Linked DNA regions of Rattus norvegicus: region 1 is linked to region 2. The links are chromatin contacts, called in public Hi-C maps. All regions are on one chromosome and are shown on one strand. The core of a region is the stretch at or near the end of the contact, and the rest is flanking DNA. Distances in the headings are between cores, read along the strand shown. Region 1 holds the start of B4galnt3 (beta-1,4-N-acetyl-galactosaminyl transferase 3). Region 2 overlaps B4galnt3 (beta-1,4-N-acetyl-galactosaminyl transferase 3).

Region 1 (2,700 bases), core at 168-2,667, 76 kb after region 2:
ACATCCAAGTAAGGGAAAAGCTGTTGATCAAGTATCTACCGGGAGGGTAGTCTTTGAGTTTCTTAAAACAGGAAAATGAAACCCAGTGAGAAGATGAAGTAGAACTTCCCCCTCAAGACTGGAGAAAGGCACCTGACCCTTCTGGAAACTTCTCTACTACTCCTTTCTGGCTACTAGACGACTTTTAATTTTATTAAGCCTATCAAAGATATATTGAAAGTCACTGTGGATAATAATCATATCCATTGAAAAGGGGAAAGGCCATCTCCTCCCGTTTTCCTAAGCAGACACTTGAGTGCTTTTATGAAATAAAAATACAAGTAGGAATTTACTCATGACAGGGTTGCCTTGGGCGAAGTCTGGGGAGTTGGTTAGATCCGCGGGTTTTGCGGGAATGTGAAAACACTGGAGGCAGTCTGAACCAGCAGAGAACCACGCATTCAGGAGGTGGGACCCTTGGAAACAGAGGCGCACGCAAGGCGGGAAGGCCAGGCGTCTGTCTCGGAGGTGCTATTTGAAAAGAAACCCCCGAAAGTTCAGCTGGAGGGGAAACAGAGAGTCAACCACGCCGGCAAGCCAAGGGCAAAGTTGAAGCGGCGCCGACCGCAGCTTGCGGCCGAGTGCGCGCAGCCCTGGAGCCCGCGCTCGTAAACGGCGCGTTTCTCTGTTCGCGAGGCTGTGGATTCCGCACGGTGGAAGGCGCCCCAGACCTTCACCAGCGCTCCGGATGTCCCGAGAGCGTCCCGGCTCCACTCTGCCCTGGATGGGCAAGCCAGGATCAGAGACCCTAGGCGGCCCGGACAAGCCCTGGTCCCCGGGAAAGCGCGGGGCGGCGCCGGCACCTGGAATCTACTCCGAGAGGCGGGTCCCCGCCCCGAGCGCCCGCCCACCTCCGCCACCTCCTCGCCCCCCGGCGCTACTTACTGTGGTTCAGGGGGTTCCCGCCGACCTGGGCCGACGCTACCAGCTCCAGATACAGAGTCCAGAGTCCCACCGAGACCACGGCCAGCAGCAGCAGCAGCCGGAAGCGCCTCCTTAGCAGCTTGATCGGGCGCAAGAGCAGCATCAGCAACGCCACGCGGGGGCTCCCCATGGCGCTATGCCCTGCGGGCCGCCCTAGCATGGGCTACCCGCCCGTCGCCCCGGCCGGGCTCCGCCGTTCAGCGCGGCGCACAGCCAGTCTCCCCGGGTCGCACTCCAGCCGACCGCCCACTCATGCTCAGCGCGCAGAGGTGATCCTCCGCTGCGCGGGTGCCTCGCAGGTCTTTCTCCGGCCGCGGAGTCGAGCTCCTCCTCCCCAAGTGTCCGCTCCACGCCTCTCCTCGTCGCAGGCCCGCCACCTCCCTCCCTCTCTTCTTTCTCACTCCTGCACTCTGCCCAGGAGGCTCTCCTAGTTGCCCGCCGGCCCCCGCGCTTGCTTGCTGCAGTTAGGGCGCTTTCTCTCAGCTCCGAGCATTACCTTACACCCTACCTGTCCCGCCCACGCCTTGGCCCCGCCCCGAGGCGCAGGTGGGCCCCGCCCCCTAGGTTGAGGGAAGGGGAGTGGTGGGGCCAGAGAGCTGGTCCCTGACGTAGTCACCTGCTTGGGTTTATGGCGGGAGGGTGTGTGAGGTGTGTGATGAGGGATATGGGAATGAAAGGAGATGCGAGTTAAGACATGGACTCTGTGACCCAAGGTAGTCAAGATATTTGAAGGCTCGCCTCTGAAGCTTGCCGTGGGGCTAAGACAGATTTTTTTTTTTTTAATGACCTCCATGACTTTGGCCTGGGGGCTTTTCTCTACCTTCAAAGATCCTAGTCACAATGGACACCTAATTTAATCTTAACTGTTTTCCAAGTCTCATTTGAATACTGTTCCTACCTAGTTAACCATACCTGAAAGGCACCAGGGGATCCTTTACAAGAAGTTTCTCCACTTTTAGGGATTTTCTTGGTGAAAGAATTTTGGAGAATTAAAAAGGGGAAAAAAAATGGAGGGGCAACTCAGTAGTAGATCAAATGCTTAGCATGCAGGAAACCCTGGGTTCCATCCCAGAAGCATAAAAGAAATAAGGAAATGAAAAAGGAGTCTGGTGGAGTTGTAGAGATGGCTCATCTGTTAAGAAGTGTATGGTGTGGGGCTGGAGAAATGGCTCAGTGGTTAAGCCTCTTCCAGAGGTCCTGAGTTCAATTCCCAGTAACCACATGGTGGCTCACAACCATCTGTAATGGGATCTAATGCCCTCTTCTGGTGTGTCTGAAGACACCAACAGTGTACTCATAAACAAATCTCAAAGAAAAAGAAAAGAAAAGAAAGTGCATGATGCTCTGTTACAGGACCTGAGTTGGGTTCCCAAAACCCGTTGACTCCAACATTCTCTTCTAGCTTCTGCTACAGCCTCCACTCACATGAATACACCCGAACCAAGAGGCACACATGTACACATGACAAATAAAATATCTTAAAAAGAAGGAGTACATGAAGAGGACACAGACACCTCTTCCTTAAGTCACCCGTTTCACAGTTGAATGTGCACCTACTCCCTTCTTTGTGCCTTCTTTTCTCTCATGCTCTCATGCTGCAGCTTTATTAAAACATGTTTTAAGAGGGCTGGAGAGACGGCTAAAGCACTAGCTGCTCTTCCAGAAGATAAAGGTTCCTTTCCCAGCATGCACATGGCAGCTCACAGCTCTCCGTAATTCCAACACTAGAGGATCCAA
Region 2 (2,700 bases), core at 197-2,696:
CATCGGTAAAAGGGTGTAGGTAGCCAAATATGCGGAGGCCATAGTTGGTCCACTTGGGGGACACAGCCAGCTTCCTCAGGGTTGTGCGGATCTATGTCAAGAGAGAGGAACTGTTACTCAGAATCAGGGGGAGTTTAAGGATTTGGAGTTTGGCTCAGGGAGATGAGGAACAGCAGATGAGAAACTAGGGGTGTGGTATGGTGACCTTGTACAGCGCCCAAACGCACATCTGTACATGCTGCCCTTGTGCCCAAACGCACATCTGTACATGCTGCCCTTGGAGAAACATCAAGAGAGCCTGAACTGAATGAAACGTTGAGCCTCAGAGGGAAGGAGAAGACAGGAAAGATATTCTAAATAGAGGACGAGAGGGCCCAAGAGGTGGAGGAAATGAGACAGCCAGCGATGGACTGAAGGAGCAGGGAAGGAGGCAGGTGGAGGAGATGAGGTGCAGGAGACACAGAGGGTGGTCCAGGCACTCACATGGGGGTACAGCGGGAAGTGCAGGTTGCTCCTGAGCTGTTGGATGGAGCTGCCACACCAGTCTTCAAACACGTGCAGGTTGGCGTGGCCCTGGAACTGTGTGGGGCAGAGAGGGGACAATGAGTAACTAGGAGTATCCCACACCCATAGTTCCAGGAGCAGAGTGAGAGATGGACACAGGGATTCTACAGAAGGCTGGGCTCCCAGTCCGTGTGCTACTGGAAGATGTGGAACCCTTAGGAGGTGAGGGCAGTTAGGTTATAGGGCTGTGCCCCTGAAGGGGACACAGGATCCCCACTGCTTTGTCTTTGACTCACCAGTCCTTTGGCACCATGACATACTAAGCCTGCTACAAGCCAAAGGAACAGGGCCCGAGCAGGCCTAGTGTTAAACTCGGAAACCTTGAGCCTACACAACATTTTCTTGTTCATGGTATCGAAGGCATGCTTGTCACTGGGATGAAAAGCTAACACCAGCCCTGTGGCCTGACTTTTAAGGATGGGCGATACGCACGCATGCACACACGAGATAGATGCACACTACACACTCCTTGTTCCTTCTAGGCAGAAAGGGAGCCTCCCTGCGCTCAGACAAGGCGTAACGGCCACGGCAAAATGGCAGAAGTGACAGGAGGTGGGGGGAGCTTGGCTAGGTTCCAGCCAAGAGCTTGCCTACCACGCCTTCCCTGTTTCTCATGAGAGGAAGGCTCTGCAGCTGTCTGCCTGTCATGAAACCTTATCTGCCCAGTGGTCTTCATCCTGTGACTGGGGAAAGCATCTGAGCCAAACTGTGGTGCTATCTGGGGCCCACTCTGAGCTGTGCAGCAGCAGGGCCTCCTGCAGCTCAAAGGCTCCTAGAAGCACTGCCCTGGCAGAGGCTAGCTTATCACTCTCTGACCTGGGACCCGGGGATGTAGCCATCACTCACAGGAATGCAGGAAGTGTGTGGGGTAGTAGTGGGAGACGGGAGAGGCTCCAAGGAAGGAAAAGAATGGGGACATTATGCTGCTTTGGGGTAAATTCCTCAAGTCCAGCTTAAAGGATTCAGTTGTCTTCTCCAAGTGGTCTGCTTTTCTCCCCTCCCCAGGAGACCTCCAGGTCAGAGAGCTCTGGTCCCAGAAGGGCAGAGCACTCAAGGGGAACTCAAGGGGAGTTGTCAGAGCCGAGTGGTCAGCTGTGTGATGCCTGGAGCTATGATGCCAGACTTGGCATGAGAATGGGTTTGCAGTGAAATCAGCTTTGACCTGAGGGGAGGGAGACACCAATTTCTCACAGTTCCTACCCAGGCAATCTAGCTTGGCGGATAAGCATGAGGTGCTACAGGAAGCCCACAGGGCAGGCCAAGAGTAAAGAGAGAATTGGTTAGCCTTTTCTCTGAGGTAGACTTTACCCAGCGTTTGTCTGAGCCTCAGACTTTTGTGGGCAACCTCTGACTGTGGGGGTGTCTTGGGAACCCTTGGACACTGTCTGTCTCCCCAGACCCTGACTTACAACTACATCAGAATCTGTGTTTTGTGTTGTTCCATTTTAGGGACTTTGAACTAGCAAAGCTGTGGCACTCTGGCACATCGGCCTTAGCGGCCGCCCCCTCTCCTTTACCTGGTGTGGGCAAAAGGCCAGGGAAGGGGAGGGCTTCCTCCGAGCTTTAGTTGTGATGGCTTGGAACTCGCAATTAGCCATACTGTAGAAAGTATTTGTCGGATTGTCTCATTTGGAAGGGAGGATTTCGGGGCTCAGGAAGTGACTCCCTAAGAACACATAGCAGTTACTCTGTGGAGATGGTGGGAGCAGAAGGGGTATGCAGGGAAGGTAAGGCCTTCTCTGAGGCCTTCCATTCCTTTACACCTCTGCTGGGCCAGCAGGAGGAGGAGGCGGATGATGGCGTCTGTCTCCCCTGCCCTGGGTGTTGCTGCTGCCTCCAGGACTGATCTGATGACTCAGCTAAAAACTTCAGGTCATTGCAGAATAAAACCTCACCATGACTTTACGACTGACCTGCCTTCCCAGCCCTCTCCACACCCTCCCTGCTGTGCCGACCCCATCTCACTCCAGGCCTTTGCCCCCCAAACCATCAGGCTCTCAACTCTGCATGCTTGTACAAACGCTGTTTCCTCATTAGCCCCTTTTGCTTTCTTTGCCACATGGCAGGCTCCTTCCTGTTTATCCCTCAAAAGTTTTCTCAAATATGTCTCAGAGCCTCTGTGCCTTCCCTGGGAAG

The links. Hi-C and Micro-C count contacts between places; a contact is called where the count stands out from the background.
Region 1: a Hi-C map of Schwann cells shows a contact between it and region 2, with 4 times the contacts expected there. The contact joins the promoter of B4galnt3 here to the enhancer-like site in region 2. A contact is called at or near these places in 10 of 12 Hi-C or Micro-C datasets (the A7r5 cell line, the Rat2 cell line, Schwann cells and 7 more) and 1 of 1 datasets of contacts at active chromatin or transcription factors (oligodendrocytes).

What each region holds. Positions count from the first base shown.
Region 1 is chr4:155,179,827-155,182,526 of GRCr8, forward strand. B4galnt3 (beta-1,4-N-acetyl-galactosaminyl transferase 3) reads right to left here and starts at 1,418. Exons shown (of 20, transcript NM_001191976.2): 1 at 925-1,418. The coding sequence starts at 1,093.
Region 2 is chr4:155,103,880-155,106,579 of GRCr8, forward strand. B4galnt3 (beta-1,4-N-acetyl-galactosaminyl transferase 3) reads right to left here. Exons shown (of 20, transcript NM_001191976.2): 4 at 484-579; 5 at 1-91. Among named protein-coding and RNA genes, the nearest start is that of Trnaa-agc80, 36 kb to the right of the region's middle. Within about 2 kb of position 1,447, at least 6 of the 93 cell types and tissues checked have an H3K27ac peak or open chromatin away from gene starts, as enhancers often do. A contact at or near this core is called in the A7r5 cell line and Schwann cells, where this site is marked.